Regions from separate parts of the Zea mays genome. Here regions 1 and 2 are each linked to region 3. The links are chromatin contacts, called in public Hi-C maps. All regions are on one chromosome and are shown on one strand. The core of a region is the stretch at or near the end of the contact, and the rest is flanking DNA. Distances in the headings are between cores, read along the strand shown. Region 1 holds the start of LOC100285271 (RNA pseudouridine synthase 4 mitochondrial). Region 2 holds the start of LOC103632375. Region 3 holds the start of LOC100276165.

Region 1 (3,574 bases), core at 1,069-3,568, 490 kb before region 3:
AAAACCAAATATAGATTCAGACCTTGTAGATTTCAAGGTCACGTAGAAAATCAATCTCATTCTTGTTACCAAATTTCTTGGTCTTCTCGGTAACAGAAGATTCTTGAATGTTAACAGGTAGAAAGAGAATATCACCAGGCACAAGTTCATCTTTTGCTGAAACCTTTGAAGCAGTTAAAACAAGGTCACATACTGCAAGAGAGGACTCAGTTACTAGAAAAATATTGTGCTCTATAACCTCATTATACTAGAACTGAAAACTGCCTCACTTTATAATGCCATTGGCCGTTCTTCATCCATGCCAATCTTTTCCTTGGCATTAAACCAATCACTACATCAGAACATAGTGCATGTATGCAGGATGCAGTATAAGGGAACAAGGCTTAGGGATATGGGTTGATAAAATATGGTTCCATGAAAAAAATACTGGAGGCACAAAGTCGCAGGAATAAAAAGGAGAAAACAATGTGAAAGATTTTGTGGCTCCACAAACTTCCCCAAATAACAAAGAAAATACTGATAATTGCTAAAATTTAAATAAAAGTATCTGAAAAAGTTACGTGTTACACTGAAACTTTGCTACTAATATCATGGTCAGTGATTGATATTGTGCTGTCCAAATTATAAATCATGACGACAAGTTACCAAGTTCCTCTTTTAAGTCATAGTACCATGCCAAGATAGGTCATAATTGAAGAGAACAAGGATATGATGATTGACTAATCAATTGTTTCACTAACATGTGTCCCCATGAACCAAATGCCCATGATACATCAAGTGTCAAATTATCAAGTGCAAATGATAAGAGTGCAAAGTCCACAAAATTCAATGCTTGGCAAAGCAACTCTGTTTATACCAACCCAAAAGAACAAGGATCTGTTTAGCAATGTGGTGGCCTTTTCAGAAGTACTTATTCCTTTCTAGATCTGCCAGTGACAATCGGTTATAAGCATCTTTTTAGGATCCGTAACAGAAAATTAGCGTGTAGGGAACACAGATTGCTGCACCTTAATCACTTTGTTTTAAGATGATAAAACATTTTAAGAAATCACTGCAGAAGCACACCCCTTAAATTATACTTAACTCAGATAACAGATTTATTTTATTTCAAACAATATCAAACTTTCATATTTTCTTATAACTGTGCATATGCCAGCAATGTATGATGTATCCCAATTTCCAAACTAGACATATGATACAAAAAATGCTATGTAAAAGCATATAAGTGAAAATTAGAACTCAGAATGTCAGGTATTTCTGATTTATTCGTCATTCATTACCCTTCTCAACCGGAGTTGCAGAGTAATACTGTCTGTTGAAGAGGTATCAGCAGTCACCAGATTCTTCTTCACCTGCAACAGTGAATAGACATGAAAATAAATATCTTCTTACAGGAGGAAAACTGTTATTATATGGAGCACAACTCAAGAGATAAAAGAGAAATACTATAACAGTTGTTCAAAAGTAAGGGGGGGGGGGGATTGGATTTCCCAAAAAGAACTTTTATAAATCATAAAATAAATATTTTTACATGTAATTTTTATCATGGAAAGTAAAACACGAAAATAGAATGCTAAACTACTGCATTTACCCTCATTACTTTTGGAATTATATTCCCTACAAAATTGTATGCTCTAGAATGTTCTTTAACAAAGAAAATAATGCAAACAACTTGAAGTACCTCACGCTTACAAAAAAAAAAATCACTAATACAGATCTGCATGAGGTCAAATTTTGCATCCGATGCGGGAGGGGTTCCAGTATGTACACACGCTCATCCATACCCATCCACACAAAAATAGATTATTTTTTTGCACATCCTTACAGTAAAAGTAGAAATCCATCACTGTCCATGAGGACCAGGCAAAAAGCTAATCATGGACGATCACAAGACAAACATGAATCTTTATCATGTTTAAATTTCTAAGCTACGCGGAGTAACTGAGGGAGGAGGATACACAGTGGAGCATTTGATCGAGAACGTGGCGCGCGCACCTTGCGGAGGCGGAACAGCTTCTGGACCAGCGACGCTGGTACGTGTGGGCAGCAGTGTCGGACCCACCTGATAGCCGTGGCATTGGAGCATGCTCCTTCCCCACCATCTCCCCGAGAGATAGCTCGAGCGGTGGCGTTGGCGTCGAGTGGTGCGAAGGGAGGAAGCTCCACCCACCGCTTCTTGTTCTCCTCCCCACCGGCAATGTGACCGTTATCTTCTGGAATAACGTGCTCCACTGCGGTGGATAGACCAGCGAGGTACTGTTGTATCGGCTTTGGAGCTGCGGCGGCCGCCCGGCGGCGGAAGATGAGCGCCGGCATCCTGATCGCCATCGAGCCTCTCTCGGCCTTTCCAGCCCACTCCCGCTTTTTGTAGCCGTTGGATCACGAAAACGAGCCGGAAGACGGAAGAGGAAAATTCATGTTCATTCACGTAGATGGGCTGGGTTTGGGCCTATAGCCAAACAAACCAACGTTTCTGAACGCATGGCACAAACATAATTGTACAACGTTCTTAGCTTGCAACGGCACATTCTCTCTTCTCTTCTCTTCTCTTCTCTTGCTAGGTTTCTTTTACTAGGTGAGCCGTTGCAAGTTGCAACGAAACAACAACATTGCCACATCAACCACCAGCAACATGCAGACTTCTATATATGATAGTACAATATTCATACATTGTGACGATACATAAATTTTTTTATAAAATGTTAAGACTATATAGAACAAAACAAACAATACAATGTCGTAAGAGTTCCATTAAATAATGTACACACAGTAACAAATATGTCACCATATGAAACGAAGAAAATGCAAAAAATCTATTCATGTAACCCACCACAATAGAGCCACATATAAATGTTCATGAGTTTAGTAAATGTATGAATGAGCCTAAAATTCTGATTGAGATCCTTGGGTGGTGAAAAATTTCATTCTTCTGTCATTGCTTCCTTACCACAAGTTAGGACACCGATTGATTCCCATTCTAACGTGCAAACAATATCCTACACAAAATCCATAACATTATTAACATTATCAATAAATAAGAAAAAACTGTTCACTTAAGTAGGTGAAGTCAAGGGCTTACAGAGGGTTCCGAGGACCTATGTGGCAGAGTAGTGTGAATCATAAAATTTAAGTGTTCGATCCTTTCTCCTTTGCTTTAACTTCAAGTGTATTCCAATTTCCTGATCAATAAGAATTCTGAATATCAGTACTATTGAAGTGCATTAACTGATAAACATATGTGTTACTATTGAAGTTGTTGTATTGAAATATAAGAATTTAGAGTTTGGATTATGTATACTCACTTGATACATCGTTTGGTTATGTGCATTGCAAGCCTCCATAAATTCGCGTTGTTGTCTCATTCCTCACGGATCCTCATAATCTCCAACTCCTGCTCGTTCGATCGATGAGAGCACGAGCTACGGGAAGACAAACCCGTCCTCTGAGATCTCACTGACGACGAGTCAATGAATCCGTTGAAGAGTGTGTATCTATAAGTGATTCAAAAATTGTGATTACTGCATGATCAATTTAGTATCAACCATGTAATTTCATAAGTTAGAGCTTACCGTCC
Region 2 (3,622 bases), core at 844-3,343, 300 kb before region 3:
TGTTGTTTAGCACTTCTTATTTAATGAGCAGCACACTTTACTGCTTATTTATCATTTCAAAGTTCTATTATGTCATTGGGTTTCTTTAGACGGAGTAGTTGTGGTGTCTTGTGCAGCAACCTGGAGCAAAATAGTCTATTCACCAACACTCATCTGTATTTCTTGCCTTCATTTGTTTAAATCTTTCATAAAAGCTGCAACTGTTGATTGGAAATTAATTAATATAATGTTGTTTCCTATGGCAATTGTGCAGGTCATGTGTGACCTGGTAGGTGTGGTTGCCACCTTGTTGGAGACTCTCTTCAATTGGTGACATTTTCTTTTGGAGCCCAAGTTCCTCGTCCAAGGCATGACTGGGCATGGCATTTTGGTGACATGAGAAGAACACATGCTGCTAGTCTTGATGTAGATTTCTATATGCCTTATTTGATATGGAGACACTTAGATTTTTCCCTGCTTGCATGTTTCAGAACACATGTTGATACTTGTTTCAGTTTGAGAAAACTAGGGACACCATTCAGTTTCAGAATTTAAAGAAGTGTATTTCAGTTTTAGGATTCAAAATGCTAGGGACACTTCACTCAGCATTGAATTCAAGTGGCCGAACTTGCATCTTCTTATTCGTTTGTGATTGAATTCAAGTTTTGCACTTTATTGCATATGGCAGGGACTTGCATCTTGGCTCTTCGTTTGTGCAGTCATATTCGGACTTGCATGTTTCAGAACACATGCTGCGACTTGTTGTTTATGAATTCTGTTGCAAATGGCAGGGATTAACCAAATAAACGTTTTGGGGGCAGGGATTAAACCATAAAGGGATTCAACCCCCAAGGGGATTAAGTGAAGGGAGGGATCCACTCAATCCCTCCATGGATTAGATCCACTTGGAGATTCAATCCCTTGTAGACGAACATTCCCTTAGTTGGCAGGGGTACAAGGTTAAAGCAATAAGCAATATGAAACCATAAAAGGTATTTTACACAATGGAGAACTAAAAGAAATTTTTCACAGTTCATATGCACATAGTGGTGCCGTAACAAGCCTTGTGTTCCTTGGGACCGGGCATCAACACTCAAATTACAGAAGTATAAGCAAAGTCTGTCTGTCAGAAACTTTCTCCTTTGCTTGGAGTGGAAAGCAAGGATAGAAGCCACTTTGCTCTGATTAACCTAGAGCCATAGACTGTAGAGAAAATACTAATGGAAGCCTAGGGGCCATTATGTGTTGGCTTTGCTTTCCACATCTCAGAAAGGGACCTGAGAGACAGAGTCCAGTGGTTTTACGGCAACTCCAATTGAAACTGGAACAAATATTGACTCTTCCAGTCTTCCCTCGCGGTGTCTGATTGGGCTCATTATTCAGCGATAGATACAAGAACGCGATTTCCAGATGGGTGATGGTTACTGCAACACCAATCCCGGCCCTCCTTTAATGGGGCGCTCAACGATATTGAGACAAAAAAAAAACCAATGCCTTACCATAATGCAATCAATCTAGTAAGCTAGTCATACCCAACCAACCGATCCTTGTTGCGATGCTAACAATTCGGTCCGGAACAACAGAGCACAAAGTAACAAAGAATTAACTCTCGACTGCAAGAGACAAGAAGATCAAGAACAGGCAGCGGGAATGACGTACGTACGGTGTGCTCGGTGCACGGGTAACCCTGCGGCAGGAGCAGCTGCTGGCAGAGGCCACCGGCCCCCGCGCGCGGGGAGACGCGGCGTAGCGCGTCTGTGGGCGGGGATGCGCGGGCTCCACCGGCTAGGAGGCAGAGGAACACGAGGAGGAGGAGCTGGGGCGCCGCAAGCGCTTTTCCTGGGCGCACCATGTCCGCCGTTGTTTGCTTTACTCCCCCTCTGACCAAGAGCGGGGGGGTTCGGATTTAGATGCACCCGTCCGACCAGACGCAACCCAAGTGCATGCATACCCGATATTTCTACTCCGGCAAGACATGAAAGTACCCGAACAATGCTAGAAAATAGAAGTCCAAAATACAATTTGACATAAAAAATAGTCCAAACCAATATGGTTCCAATGATCGTATTATGTCGTGCCTTAAATTTAGTCATAATGAATAGCACAACCACATATACCGTTTTTATACCAGCACAACACGAAATGCTTAGCTCTCTACTACTCATTAAGCCTCTATTGTAAACGTTCACATTCAGCACGGTTCTGCATGCTCGCCCCGCGGCAACCGCCCCCGCCTGTCTCCCGCAATCGTCGCTCTCTCCCGCAATCCGCGTCCAGATCCCGCGTCCGTGACATCCTCCGCCCTGGATCGCCGCGCTAGGCTCTCTCCGCGTCCGCCCTCTCCATGGAGTTGTGCCCCCGTGTGCCCTCGCGCGAGCGACCTCTCCCCTGGTGCACCATGCCCCGCCCGCCCTGCTCTCCGTCGCGCCCTTCCAGGGATCCTCCATCGCCGCTCCCGCCATCATCGCGCCCGCGCTCCATCGATGGAAGGTGTCGCCCCGCCATCCTCGCCTCGCTCCCCGCGACACGCGGCGCCAGGTACTACTCCGCCTTCTCGACCTCGGCCTCCGCGGTGCCCGCCTGGCCTGCTGCGGTAACCGTTGCCATGCTCGAAGCGGATCCAGCACCCCATCCCAACATCTTCCTAAAATCCTCGGATCTGCCCCCTTCCTCCGCAGCTTGTGTCGCATCTTCTATCTATTCACCAGCAAGGTACCTGGCACAGAACCCAGCCGAATCCTAGAACCCAGCCGGATCCTAGAAATTTCCCATTGGCATCTGGTGACCGTATCCGGTGGTTGGGCGTCAGACGCAGCGGGGCGGTACCGGTGCTTGGAGTTGGACCACCCGTGCAAGGCACCGTGGTGCGACGGGCCGCTCGGCGCGCTGGAGAGCAACGGGTGGGTGTACTCGGCGCACTGCTCCTTCAAGCTCTTTGTGGCCGATGCGTCGTGGTGGTGCCTTGACGGGAAGTGGCTCTTCTTCTGGGGCGACTCTAACCACGTCGACACCATCCGGAACCTCCTCACCTTCGTCCTCGGCATCACGGACACGTCTGCTGTGACACGCCAGTTTGATGCAGTGTTCACCAATCCCATTGGTGGGGCAGGGACTCTAAGGATCACAAGCATCTTCAACGGCCACTGGAACATGAGCATGAACTATCTCGGCTTGCATTCCCTCCGGAACAGAGGTTTCCGGCAGCTCATCCGGTCCTACTTCATGTCCGGTGATCGTGTTCCAGACGTCATGGTCCTGAACTCTCGCCTGCACGATGGCTGCTACTGGACCAGCGTCCGCATCTACGCGCAGGCTGCGGATTTCGCAGCACAGTTCTGGTCCGGAGTCATGGACAAAGTCCGGGCTCGTGGGCATGCAGTGCCCAGGGTGTTCTACCGGACGCAGATGCCTCAGGTGATATCTAGAGATCCGTGTGTACTTTAAACCCGCTAAATAGTACTAAGCATAGGCAGATTGCGTAGAAATCCCTACCCACTAACAATCTGCCTATAGGGTGGTATAGATGCAGGGAAAAACCACGCGACTCCCTTCACGGAATTGAGAGATGAAGCTGGTGTCACATACTCACATCCGCAGGGATGGGTCACGTTGCAGACACTTCCTAATGAAGTCCTTGTAGTGC
Region 3 (3,612 bases), core at 156-2,655:
TTGATTGTTCCCAAAATGGATTCCTAAAGTTCACATGGCACTGATGCATGAACAGAGGCAAAATGTTTGGATATCCCTATGATACTCTAAAAATGGCAATATGTTTGGACCTCCCTTGATACTCCAAGAAAAAAGGCAACAGTTTGGGTTTGGGAACACAGCACAAACTTTGCAATGCCTATTCCAGTTCAGTTCAATCCACGTGGGTTGAACCCCTCCCATGTCCAAACTCCAAAACCACGCGTGGCTTGGAGTGGACTGGAGTGCAGCTAAATAAGATGCGGAAAGAAATCACATCTCTTTGCTCCTGAGTAATCAAACTATCGAGTTCTAGTACTTGCTTACATGCAATTCAATTCTCTCTAGTAACAGGAGATTAAAATACGAGTAAAGGCCTTCTAGCAGTTGTTTGCATGCAAATCAATTCTCTCTAGTAACTGAGGAGCGTAATATATGGCCTGTTTGATACACATGGACATAAATAGTTACTAGCTGGCTAAAAATTAGCTCAAATTTGCTTTGGTTGGCTAACAACTAGTTAAAGACAGCTAAAAAAATAGCCATTCGCCCAATGCATTAGAGCTAATTTGAGCTAAAATTAACTAGCTAGCTAACAGTTGGTTCATGGAATCCAAACATGTTCATGTTAGAAACACAAGTGCAGATATTGCAGGATTGATTTTGAATTGGGGGGAGGAAGCCAAAATAAAGAAGAAGCTGACGTTGTGCATCCATTGAAGATGGCGAGGTCGTTGACGGCGCTGAGCACGAGACCTCCAGCAAGGCTGATGGCCCCGATCGATACGACCCCCCGTGGCAGTGACCTCTTGCGGCTTTCACTGGAGTCGCTTCCGAACGAGCTGAAGCCAAAGTTGGCATGACGCAGACAATAAGACGAGAGATCTCGTGTCAGTTAGGGCATGGAATTTTGAAGGGAAGATTTGAAGATACAATTCTACCGGTAGAGAAGACGGCCGGTAAAGGCTACTGAAACTCGCGACTGAGAGATCCCGGTGAGCTTTCTCGTCGCCGCCGCCGCCGCCCATCTCCACGGCATTTCACTTCTCCCCGCCGACGGAGAAGAGGATGGAAGCACGGAGAAAATAAAGAAGCCCAGCAAATTGCATCATTAATGGGCCTCAGCCTGGTATGGTCCGGTCCAAACCTGAATCACACTACTTATCTCCGCTGCACCTTCCGCGCCTGCCGGTTGCTGCTGCTCCAATCTGTCAGTGGTCGCCCGCGCTACCCCTCAGCCCAACCTGCTTTGCTGCCTCCTCGCGCTGCGTCCACGGCCGCTTCGATCTCTTCTCCTCCCCATCCTCCTCTACACTGATGCGACGCCGCTTCGACGCTAGGTGATGCTGATGACGTCGACGACGTCAAAACTCAGTTATAAGATTGTTGCCAGCAGTTCACCGGTCACCAAAACATTATTTTGCATTCACATAATATAGGGCATGTTTGGTTTCTTTAATCTAGGAACTAAAGTTTAGTCGCTACCATGTTTAGTTTTAGAGGCTAAAAATAGTAAGAATATACTAAATAACTCATAAGAAGATTAAAATGACCTTTAACATTCTCCTGCTATTAGTACAATTGAACTAAATGAGGATTAAATGTGAAATTAATATGGTTTATTCCCTTTTAGCACATATGTAAAGGACTAAAAACTAAATCATTTTAGTCCATATTTTAGTTCTAGTGTTTGGCAAAAAAGGAATAAATGAGACTAAAAACTAGAGACTAATCTTTAGTCCCTCTAACCAAACACCCCCATAGTTTAAATATGAGTATAATAATAGATAAGCTGCAGCATATATGACCTATTTGGCACATCTTATTTTCAGCGTCTTCATATATTTAAACAGAAGGTGTGCTAAATAGAACGCTTTGCAACAACTTATCAGTTCAGGTGCTTTACAGAATGAACTAAAAACAGTCAACAAACAAAACCTTTTCAGATGAGTTGCTTTCCAACAAGCAACAATTGTGCTAAACATAGTCTACGAGAGTGTTCGGTCATCTGATTAAAGTTTAGATCGTATCACGTCAAATATTTAAATATTAATTATGAGTATTAAATATAGACTTAATTAAATTTAATAGATTCGTCTCATCTTTTAATCTCTATATATGTAATTAGTTTTATAATTAGAGTATATTTAATACATTTAATTATCATTTAAAAAATCCGATATGATAGGGACTAAACTTTAGTTGGGTGGGACTGAAAATCTCTCTTAACTAAACTTTTGTCGTTTTCGCTTAATGACCTATTGTCTGTCGCTATGTGACCATATCATCCTTCGCTTTTCCTCGGTCCTTCTCTCCCAACCAAGTGCTCTTCTCAAGATGCTCTCTGTCAAGCGCTCCTCTGTATCTAGATGTGTTGTTCACTCACTTCTTTTGGCCTAGGATGCATCGTGATGTTGAGCGCTACGTCTCTTGTTGTACCACGTGCAACAAAGCTAAATCCTGACTTAACCCACATGGTCTTTATATACCACTTCATGTTCCTAGTGCACCTCCGGAGGATATTTTTATGGATTTTGTTTTGGGCTTGCCTAGAACAAAGAGGGGGAGTGATAATGTTTTTTGTGGTTATCAATCGTTTCTCCTAGATGGTACATTTTATATCTTTAGAAGCCTTCAAGTGTCATGTAGATTTTCAGGAAACTACACGCCACTACCACCCCTTGGCGTAACACGGCACCGAAGAGGAGTAAACCAACCGCTCAGGCGCATTATTACGTCCTGTCGCGTTAAGTTACTATTTTGAGACAATACAATGTATTGTAACACCCTAAATTTGTGGTATAAAATTTCTTCTCTAGTACCTACCAAATTCAGGTCTTACAACTCTCCTCCTCTCTATAGTTTCCTTTTTCTCTTCCTTTTATTAGAGGGTTGGTTAATTTATTTGGATATGTATTAATACTTCGGTAGACTAAACCCTAGGGAGACATGAATTGTTGCATCATGTTGAGTTTAAACTTTGATCTTTGTTTGATGCATATGCTTGAAATGTTTAAATTTGAGTTTGTGGCTTGGTTGGATTTGAATTCCAAGAGAAAATAAAAAGAAAAGATATTAGAAATTCAGAATAAAAAAAAGCAAAAGCAGCCCGCAACCTCCTCTCCCCTCAGCCTTTCGGCCCATTAGGCTCAGCTTGCCCCACGCGCGCCCGCGCCCCTCCTCTCTCTACCAGCTCGATCCCACCTATGGGGGCCAACTCCCACACCCGCGCGCGCTTCCCCGCTTTGTGCTGTGGACCCATCTGAAAGGGAAATGGTCTTAACCATTTTCTATAATTGATTTTGGTGCTTGACAACCAACACAAATCTTATGGACTAACTAGATTGCCTAGTTGATCATTTTTCAGGTGCATAAGTTATCTACATCAATTCTAAGTCGACTGACCGAAATACCATAGATTATTCCCGACAGGAGAAGCTTTTTGGAAATACACCTTTGTGCGGACCGTCCGGGCCCTTCCGACGGACAATCCGTAACACCAGGGTGAGCCTCGGACAGGAACTATGCAAATCACATGTTTACACTGCGGACTGTCCAAAGGAAAAGAGAGCACCGTCCGGGACCAAGCTCGGA

The links. Hi-C and Micro-C count contacts between places; a contact is called where the count stands out from the background.
Region 1: a contact with region 3 is called in a Hi-C map of leaf, with 4 times the contacts expected there. The contact joins the promoter of LOC100285271 here to the promoter of LOC100276165 in region 3. A contact is called at or near these places in 3 of 25 Hi-C or Micro-C datasets (ear, endosperm and leaf).
Region 2: a contact with region 3 is called in a Hi-C map of leaf, with 5 times the contacts expected there. The contact joins the promoter of LOC103632375 here to the promoter of LOC100276165 in region 3. A contact is called at or near these places in 2 of 25 Hi-C or Micro-C datasets (ear and leaf).

The regions. Positions count from the first base shown.
Region 1 is chr7:53,121,984-53,125,557 of Zm-B73-REFERENCE-NAM-5.0, forward strand. LOC100285271 (RNA pseudouridine synthase 4 mitochondrial) reads right to left here and starts at 2,319. Exons shown (of 10, transcript NM_001367216.1): 1 at 1,996-2,319; 2 at 1,281-1,352; 3 at 23-163. The coding sequence starts at 2,316.
Region 2 is chr7:53,315,121-53,318,742 of Zm-B73-REFERENCE-NAM-5.0, forward strand. LOC103632375 reads left to right here and starts at 2,094. Exons shown (of 11, transcript XR_004851434.1): 1 at 2,094-3,393; 2 at 3,493-3,622. LOC100273980 (Triacylglycerol lipase 1) reads right to left here and starts at 1,895. Exons shown (of 9, transcript NM_001360522.1): 1 at 1,643-1,895. The coding sequence starts at 1,831.
Region 3 is chr7:53,615,367-53,618,978 of Zm-B73-REFERENCE-NAM-5.0, forward strand. It overlaps LOC100276165, which reads right to left and starts at 1,406. Exons shown (of 4, transcript NM_001374097.1): 1 at 960-1,406; 2 at 723-860. The coding sequence starts at 1,057.